Regions from separate parts of the Mus musculus genome. Here all the other regions are linked to region 5. Evidence: chromatin contacts called from public HiChIP or PLAC-seq and promoter capture Hi-C data. All regions are on one chromosome and are shown on one strand. The core of a region is the stretch at or near the end of the contact, and the rest is flanking DNA. Distances in the headings are between cores, read along the strand shown.

The links. HiChIP or PLAC-seq counts read pairs in DNA pulled down with a chosen protein or histone mark. Capture Hi-C pulls out chosen DNA fragments and counts their contacts.
Region 1: a promoter capture Hi-C map of adipose tissue shows a contact between it and region 5. The contact joins the promoter of Ttll8 here to the promoter of Ncaph2 in region 5. A contact is called at or near these places in 3 of 115 datasets of contacts at active chromatin or transcription factors (bone marrow-derived macrophages, embryonic stem cells and pancreatic cancer cells) and 3 of 9 other capture datasets (adipose tissue, embryonic stem cells and liver).
Region 2: a contact with region 5 is called in an H3K4me3 HiChIP or PLAC-seq map of embryonic stem cells, with 9 read pairs. The contact joins the enhancer-like site here to the promoter of Ncaph2 in region 5. A contact is called at or near these places in 1 of 39 promoter capture datasets (the C10 cell line), 2 of 484 Hi-C or Micro-C datasets (both in embryonic stem cells), 6 of 115 datasets of contacts at active chromatin or transcription factors (bone marrow-derived macrophages, embryonic stem cells and pancreatic cancer cells) and 1 of 9 other capture datasets (liver).
Region 3: a contact with region 5 is called in an H3K4me3 HiChIP or PLAC-seq map of the SCID.adh cell line, with 20 read pairs. The contact joins the promoter of Trabd here to the promoter of Ncaph2 in region 5. A contact is called at or near these places in 12 of 39 promoter capture datasets (the 3T3-L1 cell line, the C10 cell line, cranial neural crest and 8 more), 18 of 484 Hi-C or Micro-C datasets (the AML12 cell line, B cells, CD4 T cells and 12 more), 13 of 115 datasets of contacts at active chromatin or transcription factors (the 230-238 cell line, the SCID.adh cell line, bone marrow-derived macrophages and 6 more) and 5 of 9 other capture datasets (adipose tissue, embryonic stem cells, liver and 2 more).
Region 4: a contact with region 5 is called in an H3K4me3 HiChIP or PLAC-seq map of bone marrow-derived macrophages, with 2.8 times the contacts expected there. The contact joins the enhancer-like site here to the promoter of Ncaph2 in region 5. A contact is called at or near these places in 1 of 484 Hi-C or Micro-C datasets (liver), 2 of 115 datasets of contacts at active chromatin or transcription factors (acute myeloid leukemia and bone marrow-derived macrophages) and 1 of 9 other capture datasets (embryonic stem cells).

What each region holds. Positions count from the first base shown.
Region 1 is chr15:88,952,410-88,957,306 of GRCm38.p6, forward strand. Ttll8 (tubulin tyrosine ligase-like family, member 8) reads right to left here and starts at 2,009. Exons shown (of 12, transcript NM_172818.3): 1 at 1,447-2,009. The coding sequence starts at 1,666. It overlaps Mlc1 (megalencephalic leukoencephalopathy with subcortical cysts 1 homolog (human)), which reads right to left. Exons shown (of 12, transcript NM_133241.2): 12 at 3,475-4,687. The coding sequence ends at 4,613.
Region 2 is chr15:88,878,199-88,883,313 of GRCm38.p6, forward strand. No RefSeq gene overlaps it. Among named protein-coding and RNA genes, the nearest start is that of Gm38643, 4.7 kb to the right of the region's middle. Within about 2 kb of position 3,248, at least 10 of the 459 cell types and tissues checked have an H3K27ac peak or open chromatin away from gene starts, as enhancers often do. A contact at or near this core is called in embryonic stem cells, where this site is marked.
Region 3 is chr15:89,073,090-89,078,035 of GRCm38.p6, forward strand. Trabd (TraB domain containing) reads left to right here and starts at 2,975. Exons shown (of 10, transcript NM_026485.2): 1 at 2,975-3,052. It overlaps 1810021B22Rik (RIKEN cDNA 1810021B22 gene), which reads right to left and starts at 2,765. Exons shown (of 4, transcript NR_040417.1): 1 at 2,525-2,765; 2 at 984-1,109. It also overlaps a transcript of Panx2 not described here.
Region 4 is chr15:88,934,210-88,939,026 of GRCm38.p6, forward strand. It overlaps Ttll8 (tubulin tyrosine ligase-like family, member 8), which reads right to left. Exons shown (of 12, transcript NM_172818.3): 2 at 4,738-4,817; 3 at 1,794-1,917; 4 at 749-819. Among named protein-coding and RNA genes, the nearest start is that of Ttll8, 18 kb to the right of the region's middle. Within about 2 kb of position 2,947, at least 61 of the 459 cell types and tissues checked have an H3K27ac peak or open chromatin away from gene starts, as enhancers often do. A contact at or near this core is called in bone marrow-derived macrophages, where this site is marked.
Region 5 is chr15:89,352,705-89,357,458 of GRCm38.p6, forward strand. Ncaph2 (non-SMC condensin II complex, subunit H2) reads left to right here and starts at 3,015. Exons shown (of 20, transcript NM_001115132.2): 1 at 3,015-3,239. The coding sequence starts at 3,132. It overlaps Lmf2 (lipase maturation factor 2), which reads right to left and starts at 2,955. Exons shown (of 14, transcript NM_178919.4): 1 at 2,652-2,955; 2 at 1,860-2,113; 3 at 1,723-1,751; 4 at 1,379-1,593; 5 at 1,125-1,303; 6 at 753-894; 7 at 506-640; 8 at 330-435; 9 at 155-251; 10 at 1-82. The coding sequence starts at 2,745.

The DNA.
Region 1 (4,897 bases), core at 759-3,258, 400 kb before region 5:
CAGCAGATGAGTCACTGAATACTCAAACTTAGGATAAGGATAGCAAGTCTTGTCTTCCTCGATCCCATTAGGTGGCAGACCTGAACTGTAAGAAGTGAAATGACCAAACTTCTCAAAGCAAAGCAAAGGGTGTCACCTTCTGCAAGGAAGTGGGTAGAATCTTTAAGATAGAAGGGGGCTCATTATATATGAAAAGATCAGTAAGTGGGCCTCCTTAACACCAGAAATTCACATGCTGTGCATTGTGATGTATTTCTTAATGTCAGCACTTGAGAGGCAGAGGCTGGTGGATCTATATGAGTTCAAAACTATCTGGTCTACAGAGTGAGTTTTGGGCCAGTCAGAATATATAGTGCACACTCCTTAATCCCAGCACTGGAGAGGCATAGGTAGGTGGATATTTGTGAGTTCCAGGCCAGTCTGGTCTATAGAGAGAGTTCCAGGATAGTCAGAGTTACATGGTGACATCTTGTCTCAAAGGGGATGGTGGAGGTGATGCACATCTTTAATCCCAGTACTAGAGAGTCAGAGGGAGGTAGATCTCTGAGTTTGGGGCCAGCCTGGTCTACATAGCGAGTTCCAAGACAGCCAGGACTACACAGAGAAACCCTGTCTTGAAAACCCAACCAACTAACCAAACAAATAAACAGGAAAAGGAAGAAAAACAAAATCAACCAGCCAACTAAACCCCTAGAAATCAATCAACCAACCAACCCCCAGCCACAGATCCTCGTGAGTAAGTCTGACGCAACGATCTGACACAGAGCTGGTATCCAGAATGAACAAGAAACACCTGAAACCAGTAAGACTCATTATTAATAATGGTCAAGATGTGGAATAATATTTCCCCATCGTGAATGTAAGAGAACGGCCAATAAAAGCCCTAGAGAGTCTGGTAGCACCCACCAAACTGATCTTAAAGGCCAAGGCAATGCCAGTTGTGTGGCCAGTGGGGAGTGCCCCGGCTGGTAAGCCTGGATTATATCTTCTCTCTCTTTTTTTTTTCCAGACAGGGTTTCTCTGTGTAACAACAGAGCCCTGGCTGCCCGGACTGGCTTTGTAGACCAGGCTTGCCTCGTATTCACAGAGGATCATCTTGCCTCTCCCTCCCGAGTGCTGGGATTAAAGGTGTGTTCCACCATCCCAGGCCCTGAACTATATCTTCTAAAACTAAATGTGTACCCATCCATGACCATGATTTTACTTATAGATATTTAGGTATTTGTCAGTGGATATGACCCATGTCTGAAGGGCAAGTTCAGTACCCGGCTAGGATAAAAAGCTTTACCTTGTACTACCAGAACAGTCTCACAGAACCAACACGGGAGTCCAGAGGGCAACTGAACTGGGCCTCCTCCGCTATTCCCAACCCCCGCCCCCGCCCCCCCCCCACGCCTGCTCCTTTGAGTAAGGCTGCCGAAAATGCGGAACAAGAAAGGTACAGACTATTTTCTTCTTTGTGATCTCCATCTGACAAAGTGGAAGACAGCTTCTTCCTCTCGCCGTTCTCCATGCTCGCCTCTCGTAGCTGGTTCTTTTGGCCCCCAACCCCTGTTGACAAAGATTTAGAGTTCAGACATACCCAGGGAGGCAAGGGTGGGGTTCGGAGGACCCGGGTGTGGGAGGGAGGCCTGAAAGGAGGGTTTGGGGTCGGGGGACACGACATGACTGGGAAACTTGAGGTGTGAGAAGTCAGATGAGAAGAAAGGTCAGTGGGAGACAGATGAGATGAAGAAGTTAGGGTAGAGGGACAACTCGGGGGTAAGGAAGTAAGTATGGGGTTGAAGAGATAGACTTGGGCCAGAGTTAGGGAAGTCCAAGAGGGACATCCAGTCTGGAGAGAAATACAGGTCTGGAGCTAAGAAGGAGAGGTCGAGGTAGGGAGACAGGACACAAATTGGGGCGCAGGCTTAGGGTCAGAAAGGGGAGGCCGTTACGAAGTTTGGAGGAAAGTGGGGAGGTGAGGGAAAGAAGGTTGAACAGGCGTGGTGGGGTGAAAGTGGAGGGATAAGGTGGGAAAGTTCTGTGATTCTAAGGATCGACGTCTGGGATTCCAATCGGAGGGGGCGGGGCGGGGTTCCGAGTACTGCGTAGGAGGGGGACCTGGGCACTAGCGAGGGCAGGCGTGGCGCGTCTGAGGGCAGGCAGTGCTCACCTGGGACCCGCCCTAAAGCGCGTGCTGCTGTGGCCGAGCGGCGGGCAGAGCGGCCAGGCGTCTTGCGGTTGCTCAGGGCAACCGCCCTCGCCTGCACCATGCATTGTGCAGACTCCTGGCGCTGGTAGCGGGGCTTTCGGCGTGCTAAGCGGCGCCCCACTCGGGGTGTGGGGCTTCGTGGACGCACAGGCGGCAGAGGCTGCGGAGGGCTGCGTGAAAGAGGAATCCGCTGGCAGCAGCGGAGCACAGGGGACACCCGAGACGCAGTCCGAACGCAGTTGCTGGCACTCACACTGAGCTTTGGTTCTAGATCCAGTCCCATGTTACGGTCCAAGGAGCGGCTTGGACGGGGGTGGAGTCGGGGGCGAGAGCGGGGACTAGGTCCCCCGACGGAGCAGGCCATGCGTCAGGATTAGTCCTTAAGTGCCTGCGACCCTCGCCTGGGTCATGTGCTCCTGCTCCACATCTCCCACGCACCTGTCAGGGTCACACAGACAACCCAAGCCCTCAGACTACACCAAGTCACAAAGACTATGGGTCACACCCTGCCCCACCCTCCGCTTCCTCCCTCCTGGCTCCCTTGTTGACCACGAGAAGCCTCCACTTAGGCCTGAGGTGGGGATGGATGGAGTCCGAGGGTCCTTCGGGGCAGGTGTTCTCCCCTTGCCAGCCGAGCGTCTACTGAGATCAGGGTAGGCAGAGTAAGCCTTCTGTGCGCAGAGGAACATAGAGTGGCCCTGGTACCTAGACTTATTAGTGGGATACTTGTGCTGTGCCCTTCCAGGCTGTCCCTTCCCGACAGTCAGCACTACTTGCCATCTAGGCCTTTCCAGGTTAGTTCCTGTGATCGTCCTGTGTTTGTGCCTATGTGGGTGGTGCCTTGGGTTGTCTTGAGGAAGGCCCCTCACCCTGTCAGAGTTGTCCGCTGTTTTAAAGCGCAAACTTCAGCATATTTTCAATGGGTTTAAAGCAGTTCTCAACCTATGGGTCGCGACCCCACACACAGTGGGTCACATATCTAACTAGCAAAATTAGTAATGAAATAGCACTGGAATAATTTTATGGTTGGTGTCACCACAACATGTGGTGTTGTATTAAAGGGTCACAGCTTTAGGAAGGTTTAAAGGCATTTTTTTTTTAAAAAAACAGGTTTTGCTCTTCAGGTGTTGTAGGAGTCTTCTCCCTGACTGGTGATCTAGTCTTTACTCACAGGGGTTATACAAATCAAGGAATAAATAAAAAATGGCTTTCCACTCTAAGGTCCTGTTTCTCATCCCCTTCCAACCCTTTTTCCCCAGAAGCATTTAACAGGCTATGACCACATTTGCGAGTTAGCATTTATTGCTCAAGCATATTAATCTATAACAGACAAAAGTATACAAGAGACGATTTTCAGACCCCACTTATATGAGTCAGTTAAAAACAAAACATCCCTCTAAAATTAGAAGTGCAAGCTGGCAGCAATCCTCTTGCCGCCTCATTCTGGTCCTGAAAGCCCAGGTCCTGAAAGCGGATGGCTTGTCAGCCCAGTGGGACCACCACTCCCTTCCCACCCAATAGCGTGTGGTATATAGAGCTGCAGAGGACCCCAAGCCCATTGGGCTCCGCACATAGGCAAGCAAAAATGATCTCTCATTTAGGGCAGGCTGCAGAGAATGGAGACAGGACCGGAAGTCCCCGACACTGGAGGCGGGGCCACTTTGCTCCTACATGATCCCTGTCAGGTGCCATCCTTGCATCCCTCTGTTTGAAAATGGCCACGCTTTTCCTGAATCCTGGCAGTCGTGTGTATCTACAAGTGAGCTGCCTAGAAGGATTTTCACTCTCTCCCTGACCCTGGCAGCTCTTCTGAGGCACAGAATATACCTCTTCCTGGAAGGGAACCCATTGATACCCCAGCTCAGTAAAGGCACGCTCGCTGTCTTCCCAAGCACAGAGGCTCCCCTCCCAGAAAGCAATTCCTAAAATGATCCCCAGCTTCACAAAGGACCCAACTTACTATAGGTTCCTTGATTCTCTGGTTAGCTGGGAGAGTCCAGCTGTCTTCTGGGGCCTGGGGAGGTGATATACAAACTATCTGTGAGTCTCACAGCCAAACTATCCCTGCACTGTGGCAAGCATGAGAAGGCATGGAAGTGCCCTAAGGCCAGAACACCAGGTCCTGGTGAATGAGGGTCAACCCAGGAAGTGAGGAGGGCTGGAAAAAAAAGCAACACCCAGGCCATCAGGGTCACCTGAGGTGCACACACTGAGACCTAATAGGGCCCAACACTCAATATTTTCCTGTTTCAAAGTTAAACTACGACAGGAACCGAAAAGCCACCTTGCAGCCTGGGCTGCCCTCACAGGAGGGAAATAGTATGTTAGAAAGCAGTAGCCGTGCAATGGTTAGAGTCCGTACGGTGGAGCACGCTGGGGTCCGGGCAGACACCCAGACTCAGTCTCTTTATCCTGTAGTCACTGGGCCATTTGTACCACCACAGCTCTCCAGGCTTTCTCTTTGTCAAACTCCTTGAGGGGGCCTCGGACCACCTGTGATGAAAGAAAGACAAGGACAATGTCACCTCACCAGGGTCGGACCTGGAAGGAAGGCAGCAGATTCGGCTGAGTCTGTGTGGCATCTGATGTGTTCCTGAATGTAAACTTCTTTACATGAGAAAGAACGGAGAAGGGAAGACACGCTCCCGGGCAGGGACGAAGCATCTTAGACATTCCCACATCCCTTCCCATAGTGTCTGTCTT
Region 2 (5,115 bases), core at 1,998-4,497, 470 kb before region 5:
TCCTATGTCTTGTGTGTATATTATGTGTGTATATGTGGTATATATGTATATGATGTGGCATGTGCATGCCCGTGTGTGTATGTGTGGTACAAACTTACTCATGCACACATACATGTGTAGAAGCCAAGAGTCAATATAAATATCTTTTTGTTTTATTTTTATTTTTATTTATTTATTTATTTATTTATTTATTTATTTATTTATTTTTTAAGTACATTGTAGCTGTCTTCAGACACTCCAGAAGAGGGCATCAGATTTCATTACAGATGGTTGTGAGTCACCATGTGGTTGCTGGGATTTGAACTCAGGACCTTTGGAAGAGCAGTCAGTGCTCTTAACCGCTGAGCCATTTCACCAGCCCAGGCCCAGCCCATCTTGTTATTTTTTTGTAAGTTTGTTTTTTTCAGGCAGGGTTTTTCTGTATATGGCTCTGGCTATTCTGTTTTTTTGTTTTGTTTTGTTTTTGTTTTTCGAGACAGGGTTTCTCTGTGTACTCCTGGCTGTCCTGGAACTCACTCTATAGACCAGGCTGGCCTCAAACTCAGAAATTCTCCTGCCTCTGCCTCCCAAGTGCTGGGATTAAAGGCATGCGCCACCACGCCCGGCTGCTTTGGTTATTCTGGAACTGGCTCTATAGACCAGGCTGAGATCTGCCTGGTATCTTTGTCAGAAATCAGCGGACTGTTTGTAGATGCTTCATGGTTTGTAGATGCTTCATCGGTGTATTAGGCCTTTATTACTGCAGCTTTATAGTAAGTTTTGAAATTAGAGAGCATCTGTCCTCCAACTTGTTTTGTTGTTGTTGTTATTGAAATTGTTTCGGATATATTGGATCCACCTTTTGCATTTTCATATAAATTTTATGATCGGGTTACTAATTTCTACAGATAGAGATGCCTGTTCACATTTTGTACCTGGAGGTGTTTCTCCATTGATTTACAACTTTAATATCTGGACCTTGTTCTACTGTCCCGACACTTACTTCAGTGTATTGTATTGTTTTTGATGGTGGTGAAAATGGACTGTTTTCTCAATTTCATTTTTAGCCTGCTAGCGTCTAGATACATTGTTGATCTTTGTGAATTGCTCTGATTCTGGAAGTCCCCTGTATCTTCATGCCATTTCTCCTTATGCATCACAAATGCACAAGTGGTTGGTTTTTGTTGGAGCAGCAGTTCTCAACTTTGGGGGGTCAAGACCTCTTTGAGGGTCACTTGTCAGATCCTGCATATCAGATATCCTGAGTATCAGATGTTTATGTTATGATTCATAACAGTAGCAAAATTGTAGTTAGAAAGTAGCAACAAAATAATTTTATGGTTGAGGGGTCACCACAACATGAGGAACTGTATTAAAGGTTGATAGCATTATGAAAGTTGAGGACCACTATAGGGAAAAGGGAACCCTAGGTAACTACAAAATGCTGGGTGTTTTGTTTTGTTTTAAAGATCAAAGAAAACTCCACAAATGGAATCTACAGTTTAGGAGATTTTAAGGCAAAATAGTAAACATGCTCAAAAAGGGTGATTTATATATTTAACATAGAGCTGTCAAAATTTCAGCAAGATTTTTCTAAAAATTGCTTGTTGTGTGTATGCATGATGCATGTGTGCGGGTACATGTGCCTTGGTGCCCATGTGGCTGTCAGGGAACAACTTTGTGATATCAATTCCTTCCTCCCATCTGTATGTGGGTTTGGAGATGGATCTCAGGTCACTCTACCTACTAAGTCATCTTGCTAAAGCAAGATGCTAACACAAGATAACACCAAATTGAGTAGGATTCCTTTGTTTAGATGCAGGTCTCATGTAGCTCAGGCTAGACCGGACTTTGACATATAGGTGAGGCTCAACTTTGGGGGGCTCATAATTCTCCTGCCTCCTGCTTCCACTTTCCAAGTGCTATGTGTATACCACCATGCTTGTTTCTAGTAGGATCTTTAGCGAAAACATAGATAAACTGATTCTAAAATGTACATGGGAGGAACAGAACTAGAAAAACTAAAATTGTAGTGGTAGGAATAAGAGTGACCTTAAAAACTTATAATTTGAATGCTTAGTCATTAGGGCACTACTTGAGAAGGATTAGGAGGTGTGGCATTGTTGGAGGAAGTGTGTCACTGAGGGAGGGCTTTGATGTTTCAAAGCCCAAGCCAGGTCCAGAGGCTCTCTCTCCCTGCTGCCTGCTGCTCTGGATGTAAAACTCTCAGCTGCCATGTCTGCCTGAATGCCACCATGAGGACAATGGACTAAGCCTCCGAAACTCTAAGCAAGCCCCAATTAAACACTTTCTTTTATAAGAATTGCCTGGCTCATGGTGTCTCTTCACAGCAATAGAACACTGACTAAGACAAACACCAGGTCTGAGCTAGCAGGCTGCCATGGTGGGAGTTGAGCCTGCAATCCCGGCACCCAGAGGCAGAAGGAACACGCCAAATTTGTCTAGGTCTACACGGTGAGTTTTATGCCAGTCAGAGATTCACAGTGAGGCCTTGTCTTTAAAAGATAGTGGTAGGTCTCACTCTGCCTTATTCGTCAGCATGTGGGGTGAAAGGGAAAATGACGGGTGCGAAGATCAGCAGAGCAGGAGAGATGGTCTGGAAACAGCACGGAGGGAATGTAGGTCTAGCCTCCGTACACATGCACGCAAGTGCATGCTAGAGAGGAAGGGCTGAAGGGAAAGGCAAGGCGAGCTTGCTGGGAGTAGACACAGGTCTGCACATACACAGATGCAAGAGACCTAACTCCTTCAGGTATGGAAACCAGAGAACCCAGATGTGAATCGCCAGGAAGCCCAAGCTCAGAGGCTTGCAAACCCTCATGGGGGTCACACACACACGGGGTCACCCATCAAGAATCAGAATCAGAGTAAACAATGAGGAAGAGAGGTGAGCCCGCAGCTTCCCTGGGTGTCTGAGTGAGCTCTTTGCAGTTGGAGGTCCTTTCCCTAGTGAAATAAGCTGGGGTGGTGGGGTATCAACAGGGGGTTATCAGATGCTCAGCTCCTGGGAACTTGAGGCAGAAATCAGACTTCTAAGTTTCACCTGGCCTCAAGCCCTGAGGTTGTATTCCTGGCTGCCTTCCTTAATCACGAAGCTTGAGGCCCAGGGGAGACTTTGCCCTTCCCCCTATAGCAGATGTGACCCCTTTCCCTGGCCCAGAGGGTTCAGGAGCCAAACCCTGTCTGCTCCCTGGCGACAGTCACCTCCTCTGTGCTCCCAGGATGAGTCTCAGGTCGCAGGAACCGCCCCGCAGCTGCTGCTGGTCCCCACCTGTGCACTACAGCCCCAGGGGAACTGTGAACCTGCTCCAGTAGGCCCGGAGGACAGGGACACGGTGGAAACCAGACCTCCGTTTGGGAGGTGTGGGGCCAGGGATGTGTTTGTGCCAGCTCCTGGCTGGTCCCCCGGGGGGGGGGGGCGCTTCTGCTTGGAGCCAGGATGCACCTGCCCAAGAAACTATGGTTTCACAGGGAGGTAGGTGATCTAATTCACTCCATCCCAGAGTATCCCAGATGCCCTTTTTAAAGGTCACTTTACCTTGATCCAGGCGAGGAGTACCTCGCCTACCTTCTCTCTCCCACATCGCAGTGGCTTACACTCTCGCTGAGTCACCCTTTCTCCTCAAAGCCAGTTCTTACATCCTACACGTGGCCCTGCAACCTCCAGGTGCTGTGCTCATGCGCGGCCCCACCCGCAGCCTCAGAACAGCTTCCACCTCTCTGCCATCTCCTAGGCCCAATCATTGGGTCGGCTCACATCCCCACCGCCTCTCCATGTGCTCCGTGATCTCTGTGTCTTGTCCTTACACATTCTTGGAGCCAATGAAACGCAAAACTATGCTTACTGTCATTTACGTGGCACGGGTCGGGGGCGGTTTGCTGGGTAGAGGACCGGGGATTCACACCAAACGAGACAATCCGCAGCCTTACAAAGCAATGTTTAAACGGAATCAGGGCAGAGCTTTAGAAAAAAAGCAATTCCAATCTATTAACTTTCAACATAATAAGCAGCAGTTTAAAACCACCATTAAAATAACCAGAATTCTAATTGGAAGACGTATTGATTCAGGATGACTCCAGAAGAGTCTGGGAGCTAGACCAGGAGCAGGCTCACAGGGACATGGTCCTCCATCCTGCCTGAAGACTGAGCCGACTCTCGCCTTCTGCTAGCCCTACAGCCCGGACTCCCAGAAGCTCCGGGTTTCTATGCCCTTTCCACCCTCCCCAGTCCTCACCAGGTGGCATCTTCGCAAAGCTCCACTTGGCAGGATGTGTCTTCACTCCACTTGCCTGTCAGCACCAGGACACAGCCTGACTACTCCTTGTTTTGGGTTCTTTGCGCTCAGGCCTGGCCAACCTGGCTCTCTGGGCTGGCGGTTGGGGCCCAGGAGCCCTCATTGGGGTTTTTGCCCAACAGCGCTTCCCATAGTGCCAAGACCGGATTCCTTGGCCTTCCTGCCTGTACTTCGGGAACCCTTTGTTCCAACGATGGGTTGAGATGTCTCCCAGGTGTTTTAATCAAAGGCCCAGGCTCTTCCTGGCTTCTCTTCCTCTCACTGAACTTGGAGTTGAAAAAAAGTGACATCAAGCTGGGGCAAGGGGTGTGTGTGTGTGTGTGTGGGGTGGGGTAAGGGTGTGGTTAGCACAGACCATTAATTCTAACACTTGGGAGGCAGAGACAGTTGGGAGGCAGAGACAGGAGGATCACTGTTAATTGGAGACCAGCCTGTTTTACATATTGAGTTCCAGGACAAACAAGGCTATACAGAGTGACCATGTCTCAATGGGGAACTCCCCCTCAAAAAAAAAAAAAGCTACATTAAAATCAACACGTGAAAAAAAGCCAACTTGCCGGAGGAAGCCTGGAAGCCTTCCTGATCCTGGCATTATCCAACCAACAGAGTGTGCTTGAAACAAAGGTTGTGAAATACGACAAACAGAGGTTGAGGGCTGTGAAGAGCCATATACTTGTAGCCAGATGATGTTTTGGGGGCTTTCCTCAGCTCACTGGCCGACTTGCATCCTTGGGAGTGTCTCTTTCCTCTCTTCTCTCTCTCTCCCCCTTTCTCTTTCTCTCTTTCCTTCCTTCCTTCCTTCCTTCCTTCCTTCCTTCCT
Region 3 (4,946 bases), core at 1,725-4,224, 280 kb before region 5:
CCCTGGTCCGATGGCCTATGACCACAAATTGGCCCCTACGTGATGATGAGCAGGCATGCCAGCTAAAGTAACCCAGAAACCTCGGGGTGCTGGCCTCTTCCCTGCTCCCTGGCTCTCCCTGTTCACATATCCATCTGCTTCCTACGCGTGGTACATAATCTTCCTTCTTGCATGCTTTGTACCCACTCCCCACCATTTGAGCTCAGCCTGAACACCCTGGGACTTGGCTCAGAGGGGGAGACACTCAGACCCTAGGGAACCACTGGTCTGCATGGTACCAAGGCCAGATGCAATACTTTCTTCATAGGTCCTGTTTCCCAAGTGCCACTGACCGTAGACTATCCAGACAGTGGCTGTGTGCGTGTGTTGCCCCGGAGCTTATGCAGAGCCGCAGTAGACATGGGAAAGGCTGGGCGCACTGGATCCAAGGGGCTGGCTCTTTGGGAGAACTGAAGCCAATAAAGCAGCCACTTCTCACCTCTGTTCTTGGATAAAACCTAGAGGGACCTCTCAGAAGAGTGCTGTGTGGGAGGGGTTGGGGCTGTATTGCCCTGTGGAGTTGACCTGCAAGGGGCTGCTTCTGGGGAAGGGGCTCAAGTCGTGTCCTGAAGAAGCAGGCAACATGGTGGGTACTGGGCCTAAATGTCATCTTACTCCTCGGAAGTGTCCTCTGCTCCCAGGGCTCTATGAGCTAGTCCCCTTCCTGGACACAGATGGCCAGGGACCTGTATCCTTCCGATCCCTGGGGTCAGACAAGGCTTGCCAACTTGGGGCTCTACTTCTGTGGGACCTTCATGATGGTCTTTGCTGTTCTCAAACCTGGCCTCTCCTTGCCACACCCCTGACTAGGAACCTAGTCCCCTCTATTTACTCCCAATAGCTTCAGATAGCTCCTTTCTCTTTCTAAGGACTCTGGGCTCCTCTGGCCATGTTGAAGCCTTTCCCTGCAAGCCTGACATGCATTGACTCCCTGCATGGCTCACCTCAAAAAGCCCCTCCAGCAGCTGCTCTGCTAAACCAAGGTGCACTCCATCTGCCGACTCTGATACGTCACCCACTCATCCTGTGGCGCCACAGAACCTGCTTGAGCAACGCAGGCTGGGGAATGGCTGTTAGAAAGCAGAACTCAAGCTGGCCATGCTTTTTTTTTTTTTTTTTTTTCCTCCAAAGCAAAGCCTAAGATGTAAGGGGGGCCTGGTCTCTCCCAGCTGAAACCTGCCGTGGTTTCCCCGGCAGCCTGGCTGGGCATGTCCTCCAGACACCGGTTCCTATTTCTGGCTCCCATAGACACCAGCAGGTTATAGGGCAGCTCTGGTTTTCATCCCCAGCAGCCACTTAGCCAAAATAGAATTCTGGCACTTCAGGGTCAGCATCTAATGAAAAATGTCATGCCATCCTTTGCCCCTAGTCCAGCACTCTTCGACCTATGGGATATCTCGTATCAGATATCCTGCCCATGAGATATTATGATTCATAGCCATAGCAGAATTACAGTTAAGAGGCAGCAACGAAAGAATTTTATGGCTGGGGGGTCACCACAGCATGAGGAGCTATTAAAGGACCGCAACATTGGAAAGGCTGAGAACCACTCCCCTAGACAGGCAAGCAGGAAAGGTGGCACCATGGTCTGCCCACAGAAAAAGGACAGGCTCAGGGAGAACACTGCCAGCCAACCAGGGCTAGAACCCAGGCCCCTTCCTGACACTAGCCTATCAGTGGGGTTTTCAACCAAACAGTACGGGTACTCAGAGAGGAGCCTCATTGTGCTTTGTGAACGGGTAGAGTGGGCCTGGCAGTCTCAGCTCTAAGCCCACCCCTGTCTTCTGTTAAGCAGAATGAATGGGGCTGAGGAGGCCTGAAGAGGCCACAGAACACAGACATCAAAGTAGTGGACAAGGGGGGGGGGGGATGAATGGTGCTTCACTAAGGAGCAAAGAAGGCAGAGGTCCCCTTGAGGCCAGGCCCTCCGGGAGACCAGGAAGCTGTAAGAAGATGCTGGCAGGAAATACCTGTCAGTAGTCTCCATGCGGGCCTCTTGTGTAACAGACTGCTGGAGGGAATTCTGCCTGGTGCAGGAAGAATTCTCTTCCTCAAAGTGGCCGACTTCCAGGAGGGCCATTCACAGGTACAATGTCAAGGCAGGGTCTCCAAAAATCAGGGCCAGAGTTGTAACCCTTTGGAACCTGAAAGGGCTGGATGGGGCAGCTGGGAACTAGGCAGAGATTACTTCCCCTTTGGAGGGCCCGTGCCAGGGCCTGCTCCAGGTCGTCACTGCCTGGCTCTCACAGGAGCCTATCTTGGGGTACTCAAATGGAGACGTGTCCATTATGGGCTCACCCGGCTCCTCTCATCCACTCATCAACCCTGATCAGGAGGACCTGCAGCCCGGAGACCTGGCCTGAGTGGGCCAAGTGGCCTCTCTCCCTGCCCTACCCTTTAAGGTGCCCTAGGAGACTGGTGAGTTTGAAGCCTGCGTTAAGATACTGGGCACTTGCTGTCACTGGGGCCCCGCCCACCCTGAGACCTCCGCAGTCTCCGGGCTCTCAGTCACAAGCAGCTGAACACGTAGGAAGTCCTGATGGCCTGGGGCTGACTGGGCCAGCTTTTGTCCCTTTAGTTCTGCCCTTGAGCCTCTCCACTTGGCATGCGATTCTCCAAGGAAACCAGAAGGGCGCCTCGTATGATCCCTAGCTTCTGTCCCGGTCCAGTGCGCTGACGGCTCCCTAGACTCCAGGCCGTGGTGCGGACGGACGCTTCAAGAACGCAGCCCCGTCACACAGACTCGCCTGTGGGGGGCCCAGCACCCCGCGGTGAACTGGAGTTGCGCTCTAGGACCTGGGGGCGTCGGGCCGGGAGGCGGAGCCCTGCGCTTAGACCCCGGCGGGGGCGGGGCCTCGCGCGCGCGGCCCTGGGAGGTGTTTCCCGGCATGCTGCGCGGCCCGCACCCTCGGCCCGTCCGGCCCGTCCGGCCGCCCCGCCCCGCCCCGGCCCAGCCCGTCAGCCCGGCGACGCGCGCATGGAGGCCGGCTGAGGAGCGCCGCCGCCTCTCTCGGTACGCCGTGGCCTGACCGGGCGGGCGGGCGGGCCGGGGCTCCTCGCGCCTCGACGGCGCGGGCGGGAGGGCGCGGGCTGCAGGTGGGGACTGCGAAGACCAGGGTATCCGGAGCTCACCGGGTCGGGCTGACCCAGGACGGTGTAGATGCTCCTGGGCTCTGCTCCTGGGCTCGGGAGTCCCCGAGAGGACCCCGGAGGCTCAGAAGCGCCCTCGCTGGCTTTGGGACGTCAAGAGCTTCTTTAGAAGTGGGGACAGTCTCCAAGCTTTCGTGCTCCCCAAGCGGAGGGGCTGGAGGTCCGCTGGTCTTGTGCGACGCAGCTGTCCCTGGGCCTCCTTGTCTGTCTTGTCGCCCTAGGAAGACTCATCTTGCGGTGGCCGTGGTACTGGGGGCAGGATGCCAGCAGGGCTCTGGCACAGTGGACTGCTAGCCGGGAGCCTGCAGGCTCCTCCGGGGCATCTCCAGGTGGACAGAAACCAGGTCCCCGGGAGAGCTGGCCAGGCTTCTTCACCTCGGGTTTGTTTCCTCTTCCGGCCCTCAGCTCTGCCACACTTAGGTAAAATATGTCCTGCCTGAGCAGGTTTTCCCGGGTCCTGCAGTGGCTGGGCTCCCAGAGACAGACCAGAGGAGGCCAGGGCTTTTGCACACCCTGTCATTTCTTGCTGTCTTGGTTTTCTGAGTAGACAGTGAAGGCTTGTCTAGTTTTTCCAGTTGATCGCGGTCAGCTTTGGACCAGCGGTGGGGAGCAAGCTGCCATCCGAGAAACAAGCTGCCATCCGAGAAACAGTTTTGTTTTAAGAGATTGAAAAGCTTGATGGGTGTGTCAGATCAGGGTGGTAACAGGGTTTTGTGGATTGAGAAATTTAAACGTTTATTCCTCTTAGTATAGCTTTAAAGGTTGGCAATCCTAGGTCTAATGCTAGTCTTTCGGGTGACTGATGAAGGCTCTGCCTGTCCTGTCGCCCTTTCTCGTTGTGTCCTCATAGCTGTTTAGTGTCTCTTACAAGGACACCAATCCCATCGTGGGTCCTGCCTTATGGCTTCACTTGAGTTCAGTCGTCTCTTAAAACCTCTGCATGTTGATGTAATTATTTTGAGCCTCATATTTTCGGTGTATGGATTTGGGTAAAACACACTTAGTATGGATAGATCCAGAAGAGAGACGGCTGTGGGGCTGGGCAGGTGGGGAGCTTGACTGACGTGGCTCCAGTTACTTGGACCTAGTATGCCAGGGCCATACCTCCTTGTGGGCCCTGACATGAGTGGGCCTTTTCTGCTCTTTGAGCCAACCCTTCCCTCTTAAAACTGCAGACTACTGGAAATTTTCAGAGGCTAGTTCCCCTAGAAATTTAGCAGATGCTAAAAGTTCTGTTGTTTAGCATATGGAAGCATCGAGCCTGGTTGGTAGCAGGCCTGGAAAAGTATCCCTACAGTCCTGCTCATTCGGGGATGCTGGTTGACACGGCCCTGCTTGTTAGGAAATGCTGGTTGAGGCCTCTTTGACAGAAATCCTAGCTCTCTGACTTTATGCTATGAAGGTTTACAGTGTGGTCTTGGCTGGGAATGGGTCTGGAAACTGTCTGCTAACTGACTGGGGATTTATGAAGAGATTTGGTCCCTGGGGAGGTTGGGCAGTAGGAAGATACTTCTTACGGCGTGACTATGTCTGAGAAGGATGCATGACAAATGTTGTGGAGGTACAGTGGCTGGGTGCTTAGGTGAGTATGGAAGTGGAGGGCTACCTCAGTTGCTCAGCCAGGAATAACGATCAGGGTGAGGAGGTACATCTGACAGGCAGGAAGCCAAAGGATCAGAAAATGTGTAGATTTGATAGTGCCGGGTACCCAGAATCACAGACTTCTGGCTTAAGGAGTGGGGAGAGGCTGTCAGTAG
Region 4 (4,817 bases), core at 1,697-4,196, 420 kb before region 5:
TGTACTCCTCCCAGGCTGGCATCCATGCGAGACTTAGACATGTGCTCTCTGCGGACTGGAGGTAACTGTGATGCTCTGAGATCCAGAAGTGTGGTCCAGAGGGAACTTTCTACCAGAACCCCTAGGAGGCAGCTTTTCTCCACGGTAGAGCAGGGGAAGTGCCCAGGATCCGGCACTCACAGAAGAATAAATTAGATTAACTGCACAGCTGCCTTCAAAAATCGAATTAACTCCATAAACCTAATGCGTTTATCGACTGACCACCTGTCATTTTATTCTCTGTCCATTTTATTTGGTTTTTTAAAACAAACATTATGCATGATATACACAGACATTCTGGATACCTGATCTTTTAAATTACATGTCTGGGAAAAAGTTCCACTTTGTGACTAACCTTTTTGTCTTCTTTATAGAAGATACAGGAGAGCTTCAGAGGAGTCAGGCTAGGGGCCACTGGGGTACAACTGCTGTGTTACTGGAGACCCCATCTGATCACTGGCCAGGCCCCCTGCCTCCATCCTGTAATACACGGACCCCCTGACCCCACCTCTCAGCATCTCAGTCCGCAGCCACACAGACCTCTACTTGTGCTAGTCACTGTGGGATGCAGGAGCTAGGGGCAGGATGCAGGGAAGCCAGATGCCCCAGGGACCATGTTTCCATACAGGAGTCTTACTTCTGTAACAGCGTGCTCTGTCTTACTTTAAAAAAGCCATGTTATACCCCAATACCAGGCCACGCGGCCTACCATCACATCGTGGATATCATCGAATCTCTCCAAGGCTATTTCTTGATTTTCTTTGGTCTCAGCACTTTTATCTGCAAACAAAACACAAGAGACATATTGCTGCCACCATACTCGGGTACCTCACCTGACTTCCTGGAGGGCTGGCGTTCCACTATGGAGGGATGGCCATTTGTCTACTAAAAGCTCCAAGTGAGGTTTGCCCGGGGGCAGCGGCTGTGGAGGCCACACGTGGCATTCCCTCCAGCATCCTGTGTACCATCCCACCTGTGCTGTGCTGTGCTGGGTCAGGATTGAGGGGATGCTGAAGACCAGATGACCCTCAAGGCAGAAGGCCATAGAAGCTTGAGGCATGAGTCTGGGAAGGACTGGTCTGAGCTATGGGTAACCGAGGAGCGGCCTTGGTGGGGGATGGACCTGGAGGAAGAATGGCTAGGGTGGGGTGTGGGCATGGGGACACCAAAAAGTGACTGGTACCATATTAAGAGTGTGGCTGTCTGGGATGTGTGAGGTTGGGAAGGCAGGGGATACACGAAGACGGATGCCAGTGGGTACGTAGAGTCAGCACACCTAGGATGGCTGACTTATTGGCCATGTGTGTATATAAAAAAAAACCCTTCATGGGTTTGCAGCCCCATAGGAAGAACAGCAATATCAACCAACCAGACAGCCCCAGAGCTCCCAGGGACTAAACCACCAACCAAGGAGTACACATGGCTCCAGCTGCATATGTAGCAGAGGATGGATGGCCTTGTCAGTCATCAATGGGAGGAGAGGCCCTTGGTCCTATGAAGGCTCGTAGATGCCCCAGTGTAGGGGAATAGAGAGCGGGGAGGCAGGAGTGGGTGGGTGGAGGAACACACTCATAGAAGCAGGGGAAGGGGGGATGGGATGGGGGTTTCCGGAAGGGGGGAACCGGGTAAGGGGACAACACTTGAAATGTAAATAAATTTTAAAAAATTAATTAATTAAAACAAAACCCAAAAAAACCAAAAACCAAAAAACAAACCCTTCCCAGGACAAGGTATTCCACCCATGTGCCGTTTACCTTCACTTCCAAGGTTCTGGAGAGCTTTGGGGAAGAAATTGAACTTCTTCTCCACCCAGCCCTTTCTTCGCAAGGTGGCCCGGATGACAGGGTAGTGTCCATAGATGGAGAAAATCTTCCTCTCCTGAAAACAGCAGCGGCATCTTAGCTGAGGCCCTCGGCAATAAGGGGATTGAGGTGACCTTCCAAAGTAGCCTGGACCAGACTGCACCTCGGCAAGGCCACACACACACTCTGCCCAGAGAGCACAGGAATGCCGCCCTCAGCATGCAGAAGGGTGCGCGTGCGTGTGTGTGTGTGTGTGTGTGCGCGCGTGTGCTTGTGTGTGTGCGCGTGTGTGTGTGTGCACATGTGGGGGCTCGGACATATAATCCCCACAGTTGCTGCACTGCGTTTATTCATCGTTGGGTTGGGATTACAGAGGTGATCACTTCTACACACTCATTCACACACTCAAAGGGGCCAAAACACAACCAAGAAATCAGCACTTCCTGAGCAGCTGTAGCCCCGACTCAGAATTTCTGTAGTCCCAGGATTTCTGGATTTGGGATACAGGTGGGACACACAATTGCACAATGCCTGAGGGTCTAGGGAAAAACTGAGGACTCCCAGTGCAGCTGTCTTTTATAGAAAAGTGAGTGTCCTGGCTAATTTTATGTCAGTTTAACACAAGCTAGAATCATTTGGGAAGAGGAACCTCAACTGAGAAAATGCCTCCACCACATTGGTCTATGCCTGTCGGGGTGGGGGTTGGGGGAGCATTTTCTTGATTGACAATAGATGTGGGAGGGCTGAGCCCACTGTGGGCGTCACCACCCCTAGGCAGAGGTTGTGTAAGAAAGCAGGCTGAGCAAACCACAGGAGTAAGCCAGTGAGGAGTGAGCCTCTGCTTCATCATCTGCCTCCAGGTTCCTGCCTTGACTACAAGCCTGTAGCATGAGATAAACTCTTTCTTCTCCAAGAGGTTTTTGGTCATGGTGTCTTTAACACAACAAAAGAAACACTAAGACAAGAGAGTGTGACGCCTGTTTATAAAAGCTGTGGGTGCCTGAGTTCAGAATGGCAGAAAGAGAAAAACTAACGGGTAACAGAGGAAGGGGCAGGGCCAGCCCAGAAGCTGCTGGAATTCTGACTCATCGCTTGGAGATGGTTAGCTGCGTGTGGTTGAACAGGAAGTTGGCAGCTGGTGGGAGAACCAAACTGTATACTACCTCAGTCTTAGCCCAGGGAAAGGTCATGGAAGGGATCATTGCTTGTTCCCAATGGTCTCATGTGCTTGAGGTATGGTCACCAGGATGGAGTGGGGACATGCCCAGGAAGGGTAAGTGTGAGCTAGCTCTCACACAGTGAGCAGTTATAAAAGAGTGAGCCAAGTCCCCATCTCCCTCTGATCTCCTCTGTCAAATATTCCTTTCCTCCTACCTGCGTGTCTACAATGGTGCCATCTGCCACATGGTGACAGTGACAGAGCCAAACAGGCAGAGCTGCTCAAGCTCTGGCTTTCAGCCCCTCAAGCTGGGTGGTGAGTACATTTGTTTTCTTAATAAAAGTGCAAAGCCTCAGGTATTTTATGTAGTCACAGACAGAAAGCTGACATTCACAAGGGTACCCCAAGCCAGTGCAGAAGGCAGTGACATGACCCGTGTACTAGGTCACTAGCAGGGTCAGGGACGGGCAGGGTCAGCTGGGGTCAGGCAGGAGTGGCGGCACCGAACCACTGGTGTCCTGCAGCAGACGTACAGACCCTGATGGGTCACCATGCAGGACACTGTCCCTGGACTCAAAAGAGCAAGATGACAGGACATATGGGACTCACTAGCATCACCCTAAAATGGTGACAGGACTTTGCAGATGTCACCGAGGCCCTAAGTCAGTGGGCTCTGATGGATACAGTCAATCTCCTGAGGGGCCTAAACTCATCAGGTTATTCCTAACAGAGGCTTGAAGCTCAGAGGATCCCACAGAAGACGGATTCATCTGACTCCCAAACAGCTGGAAGAAGAGATGCTTAGGAAGTGAGCGTAAGCCAGACATCAGTGAGATCTTGGTCAGCAAACCAAGCCACTACCAGAGTCCCAGACTCTATCACAGAGACACAGACAGGCTGAGCCCAGAGCCCATCACACAGACATGAATAGAGAGACAAGCTGAGCCCAGGTCCCAGCACAGAGATCCCAGACAGAGACACTGCAGTGAAGTTTTCTATAGATAAATTTTGTGTTGCCAGGTGTGATGGTTTGTATATCCTTGATCAGGGAGTGGCACCATCTGAAGGTGTGGCCTTGTTGGAATAGGTGTGACCTGGTTGGAATGGGTGTGTCACTGTGGGTGTGGGTATAAGATCCTCACCCTAGTTGCCTGGAAGTTAGTCTTCCACTAGCAGCCTTTGGATGAAGACATAGAACTCTCAGCTCCTTCTGTGCCATGCCTGCCTGGATACTGCCATGTTCCCACCTTGATGATAATGGACTGAACCTCTGAACCTGTAAGCCAGCCCCAATTAAATGTTGTTTTTTATAAGACTTGCCTTGGTCATGGTGTCTGTTCACAGCAGTAAAACCCTAACTAAGACACCAGGTAACAGAGATACATAACCTTGTCCCACTGGAAGATCTGATCCTATCCAGGAGACTACTTAGAAGATGCCTGGAACTAAGTTCTGGTACCCACAGGAGATCTGTGAGCCAGAGGGTCCCACCAAACTGCTGTTAGGGTGGGAAAGTCATCTGTACGCCCACCACATGGCTATATACGTTCACAGGGCACCAGGAGGAGCTGGCTGCTGGGGCTACAGGGGAGATTCAGATAAATTCAAAAGTGATACTGGTACCATCTCCATATGGGAGGAAGTCATCCAGTCAGGCCAATACCCAAATGAAATTCCAAATGAAGTTCCCAATTTTTTTTAAAGGCACCCCCCCCATAAGTCCCGAAACACATTTACCTTGATGGCTTTTTCTGTTAACTGTCTTGCTATTTTGTATCTGTCTAATTTGGGGGAAGAAGACAAATCTTGGGGAATTC
Region 5 (4,754 bases), core at 1,765-4,264:
GGTGCTCCACAGAACCGAACAGGCGATGAGCCCCAGTCCAGAGACGCCCGTGGGTCCCAGGTTCCACATAGGAGTAAGGTACCTGCAGGCAAATAGGCGATAGCTCAGTGCTGCCCCATCTTCCCCCAGTCCCAGTCTTCACAGGGTCACCTACTAGGCTGATCAGGAACAAGGCCACTGTTGCCGTGCCCAGGACGGAGAGCTGGATACCCGCAGAGAACTTCCGTGACCATCCTTGTACCTGGATCCACCTGGGGACGAGAGGGACGGGTGTGGTCAGACCTGATCTGAAAGCGGCTTCTGCCCGCGGTCTTCGGGTACATACATACCTCCAGAGGACAACAAGCAACTCCCAGGCCAGGGAGGCTGTCCCTAGCCACACAGTTGGCAGGGTTACCGTCTTCAGCCACTGGGAGAACTGATGGAAGGTGAAGGCTGCCAGGGAGGAGAGTGTGATCAGGGACTGAGCCAGCCCTTTCCCTTAGGTCCCCATGTTGGCACTTACTGGTTTTCGAGAGGATGATGTGCTGTTGCCAGTCAACCTCCAGGCCAAAGTAGTAGACAGTGCCGTAGGCCAGCAGCCCATAGACAGTCAGTTCCAGCAGTAAGGACAGCGCGGTCAGCAGGGCTTTAGGCCAGGCTATGGGTTGGACAGACAGTCACAGATTGGCTAAGGGTCTGCAGCCAAGGGACAGGGGCTCTTTGGCGGATGACATGGGTTTGGTTGTCGTGATGGGATGACTGACACTCACAGGTGGGCATCTTCTTGTGGCATCTGAGGCCAGGCTCAGCAGACAGGTGACGGTCATCCAGGAGGGCAGTGGTGAGCACCAGGGTTAGCAGGTTGAAGAAATTGTAGTTGCCAGTGATGATAATCAGGACTTGCAATAATGCCTGAGAGGAAGACATGCAGTCAGAGCTATGGAGAGGATGCTCTTGGGCTCCCGCAGACCTAAAGACGACACTTTCCCAAAGGCCACAGCCTCACGTGACAGTATACACCTAGACTGGCTAACACATCCTTCTGCCTGCGATGCTTCCCCCCACAGCACCCATCACCCGACCACTCCCGCCCCAGCAAGCCTCACCAGCCAGTGGTAAAGGCCACACTCTCTTCTACCTACCTGAGCGTAGAAGGCAGTAAGTCGTAGGCGGCGAATAGGAGCAAAGAACAGGGGTGGCACTGCGATCTCGATGAGGAAGGTGGCTACCACGCTGAGCTTGTGTAGCCAGACCGGCAGATGGTGAGCAAACCAGGCAGCGGGTGTGGGCAGGCACTGAGTCTCATAGTGGTAGGTCAGAGCTGCAGGAAGCGAGTGGAGGTCAGGGCTGGTTAAGAGCCTCTAGACCATCCCAGCTTCAGGCCCCGGGCCCTCACCAGTGAGTCCCCACCACGTAGGGCAGCGGCTGGTCAACTTGACCACACCAGAGGCGAACATGAGTCGAAACAGCAGCCAGCGCACGAGCCAGAATGGGAGGTCTTCATGGGGTAAGGCTCCTGCTAATCTACCCTGGAGAATCTTGTGTTTGGAAGGCCCCCTCAGCGGGGCTACCAGTATAGCTAGGAAGCCAGTCTCCAGCAGCAGGGAATCCCTATAGGGAGGGAAATATCCTAAATTTCCTATTTAGGTTGCTTAATAGGAACCTCCCAGGGTCCTCCCAGGAGAGGCAAACAACCCTGCCCAGTGGCCTCAGGCAGATTGGGCCCCCGGAATCACTCACCACTGGAAATAAAGGAACACTTGGCCCACCTGTAGGGAGAGAAGTGGTCAGGGAGCCACTGTGTGTCTGCTGCATCAGGTGAGGCAGAGAGAGAGGGTGGGTTAGATGAAGGCTGAAGTTTTAAGTGTCTCACTTGCCTGGTAGGCTGATCGGTATGCAACCCAGAGCAGCAGGTAGACGAAGGGGTGTCTCAGAGAGTTCAGGAGCAGGGCGCCCAGGGCTAGCACGGTGCCCAATAAGGTCAGTAAATCCAGACCTTGGGCAGTATCCAGCCCCAGTCTTGGTGCCTCCCACAGCAGCGTTGGTGTTTCCCACAGCTGCTGCCACAGGCCCTTGCCTTGGGGCCGCAGTGTTCTTCGAGCAGGAAGGATGCCCTCTGGGCCATAGAGGCCTGTGGGAGGGTATGTCAGGGCCAAGTCTTAGACATCTTCCCAGTCTAACATGCACATGAACTTAGGCCCCGGAGATGCTCCACCACCAGCTCCTGGCATGCAGATGTCCCAAACCCCCAACTCCAGGTTGTGCTTGCAGATGTTCCCATCCCAGGCAGGGCTTGCTCTGTCTACCAGATGGTCTCTCTCTCTCACGTTGGAAATTGTTGACCCCCAACACCAGGTTCAGAAGACCTGATTCTGGGTCAGCACCTTCTGTCAATTAGAGCGCATCCCTCTCTTACCTGCCCACAGAGTCCAGGTAGAAATCTGCCACCCACTCCCCTCGGGGTTTTTCCCTAAGCCTAGATGAGACTACTAATAGTTAAGGGAAATCGACCCTTGTGCTTCTTTTTCCTCCACTTTTGTTGCCCGCAAACTACCACCCCTTAATCCCGCGCAGAGAGAGGCCTGGACTTTACACCCGCCTCAGAGGGCAGTGAAGGAAGGGATGCTACCACGTCCACGTGTGACGATTCAACCCCTCCGCGCCCTCACCTGGGATCTGGGTGTAGAGGGACGCAAAGGCGAACAAGTAGACAGCGGCCACACCCTGTAGGAAAAGCTGCTGTGGGACCCGGGAGCTCGCCATGTCCGCTACGCGGTCTTGCCGAAGTAGTGCCCTCTAGTCTCCTAGCTGCCCCCAGCCCGGCCTCTGGCCCACGCCGCAGCCGGAATCCGTCAGTCCGGTCGGGTCACTGAGCTCCACCCAGTGCCAAAGAACTCACCGCTAACCACCTAGAAACTTAGTCTCCTCCGCTCCTCCAGGCCCCCCCCCTAGACACGGAGCCCCGCCCCCGGTGTAGGCCCCGCCCCCGTCGGGCCCGCTTCTTTACTTCTTCGAAACTGGGCCCGCCTGACGTCATACGTGTGCGCGCAGTGCCCTGGCTACGTACTTCCGGGGCGGGAGCACCAAAATGGCGCCAGAACCAGTAGCGGGTTGAGCCATGGTTCCGGGCTTCTAGTCCCGTTCTAGACATGGAGGATGTGGAGGTGCGCTTTGCTCACCTCTTGCAGCCCATCCGGGATCTCACTAAGAACTGGGAGGTGGACGTGGCGGCACAGCTGGGCGAGTATCTGGAGGAGGTGAGGGCGGCGGGGGAATGGCATCGGCCTGGGCGCTCAGGCTGCATTGCCACCCCCCGCCTCCGGGTCTGTAGCCGTCTGGTGTGTCATCCGCAGTCTTGTTTCTTTCCTCACCCCCCTTCAAAATCCAGCCTGCCTCTCGAAACTTTCAGCTAGATTCTCCCGGAGCTGTCCTTTTCAGGCCTCTGTCGGTTAGCGAGCTGTGAAGTCGATTTGGTTGGATGATAATCATTTTTCTCCAACAAGTACATTATTTCCGTTTTCTTTGGGGGAATACAATACATTAAGAAGCAAACTTTTTGTTTTCCCCTTTTGGGGGCGGATTTAACCTGGGGCTTTGGACAGGTTTGGCAGGCACTCTACCACCGAGCTTTTTTTTGGAACCTGTTTTTCTTCTTGAGCCAGGCGCCAAGGCAGGTCTTAAACCCGAAGTCTTCTGTCCCAGTCTCCCGATTATTTGCAACTACCAATCAACCCTACCATACCAGGACTCTTACAGTAATGGAGAGAGATCTGGTTCCCGAAGGAAAAGGGATTTTGTATCTTAGACCTCAAGCCCCGCCCACACGATCTTCCCGCAGTGCGACGCACCCATACCCCAGGCTCTTAATTTGAACCAGTTTTGTCCAGAAGGATCCGCCCCCTCCCCCATCCTGTTGGTGGCCCAGCCCCTCGCCGTAATCTAGCCTATCAGCATTCCATTCCTCCGTTTTGTTTTTTTTTAAGTTCAGGTCTATTCAGTCACTGTCTGCTCCGTTTCTGCACGTTCACACTTTGGCTCAACACAATCGGATCCCACTACTGAATAGTTACAGGTCTCAACTCGAACTGTAGTGGTCTTCGTATTTAAAAATAAAAGAGACGCTCGAAGTGCCCTGTTGGGGAGATTTCTCGGTCTGACAGCTTCCTTTTTGAAACAGTGCTCTTAGGATTTCTATTTGACTGCTTCTGTTTTCTTTCTTAAGTGTCGAGCTTCTTGGGGTGGAGTCTTCTTTCCCTTAAAAATAGAAAATCTTACTTGTGTGATTTTTTTTTTTTTTAAATACAAGTTTTCAACTCCATGTGGTGGGATACACCCATACCGATCTTCCTTGTGAGCTGTCCCAGATTTGTTTGTTCTAGCCACTCCCTTGGCATGTGCTGGGATGTTACTCGAGCTCTTGGATGTTATTTAAAGTGGAGCTTTTGGGTTGTGGTTCAAATTCTAGTCCTCTATTTTGGTAGTGTTTCACTGTTTAACTAAAGGTGAAAATTAAGAGATGTGATAAGGCCTCATGTCTCACACCAAGTTTACCAATGAATTGTGTCAGTTATATTGCAAGAATATACTTCCTTCCCCACTATATCTGGTCTAGGTGTATTAAACCTAGATATTTAAAACCTTCTCATCCAGGCTCTTAGATTGGACACCATCCAGTCTGAAGAATTAAAACTGGAGACAGGGATGGGGGCGCAGGGACCTGGAAAGCTGCCTCATCAATTCAGAGCACTGACTATTCTTTCAGAGGACCCAGG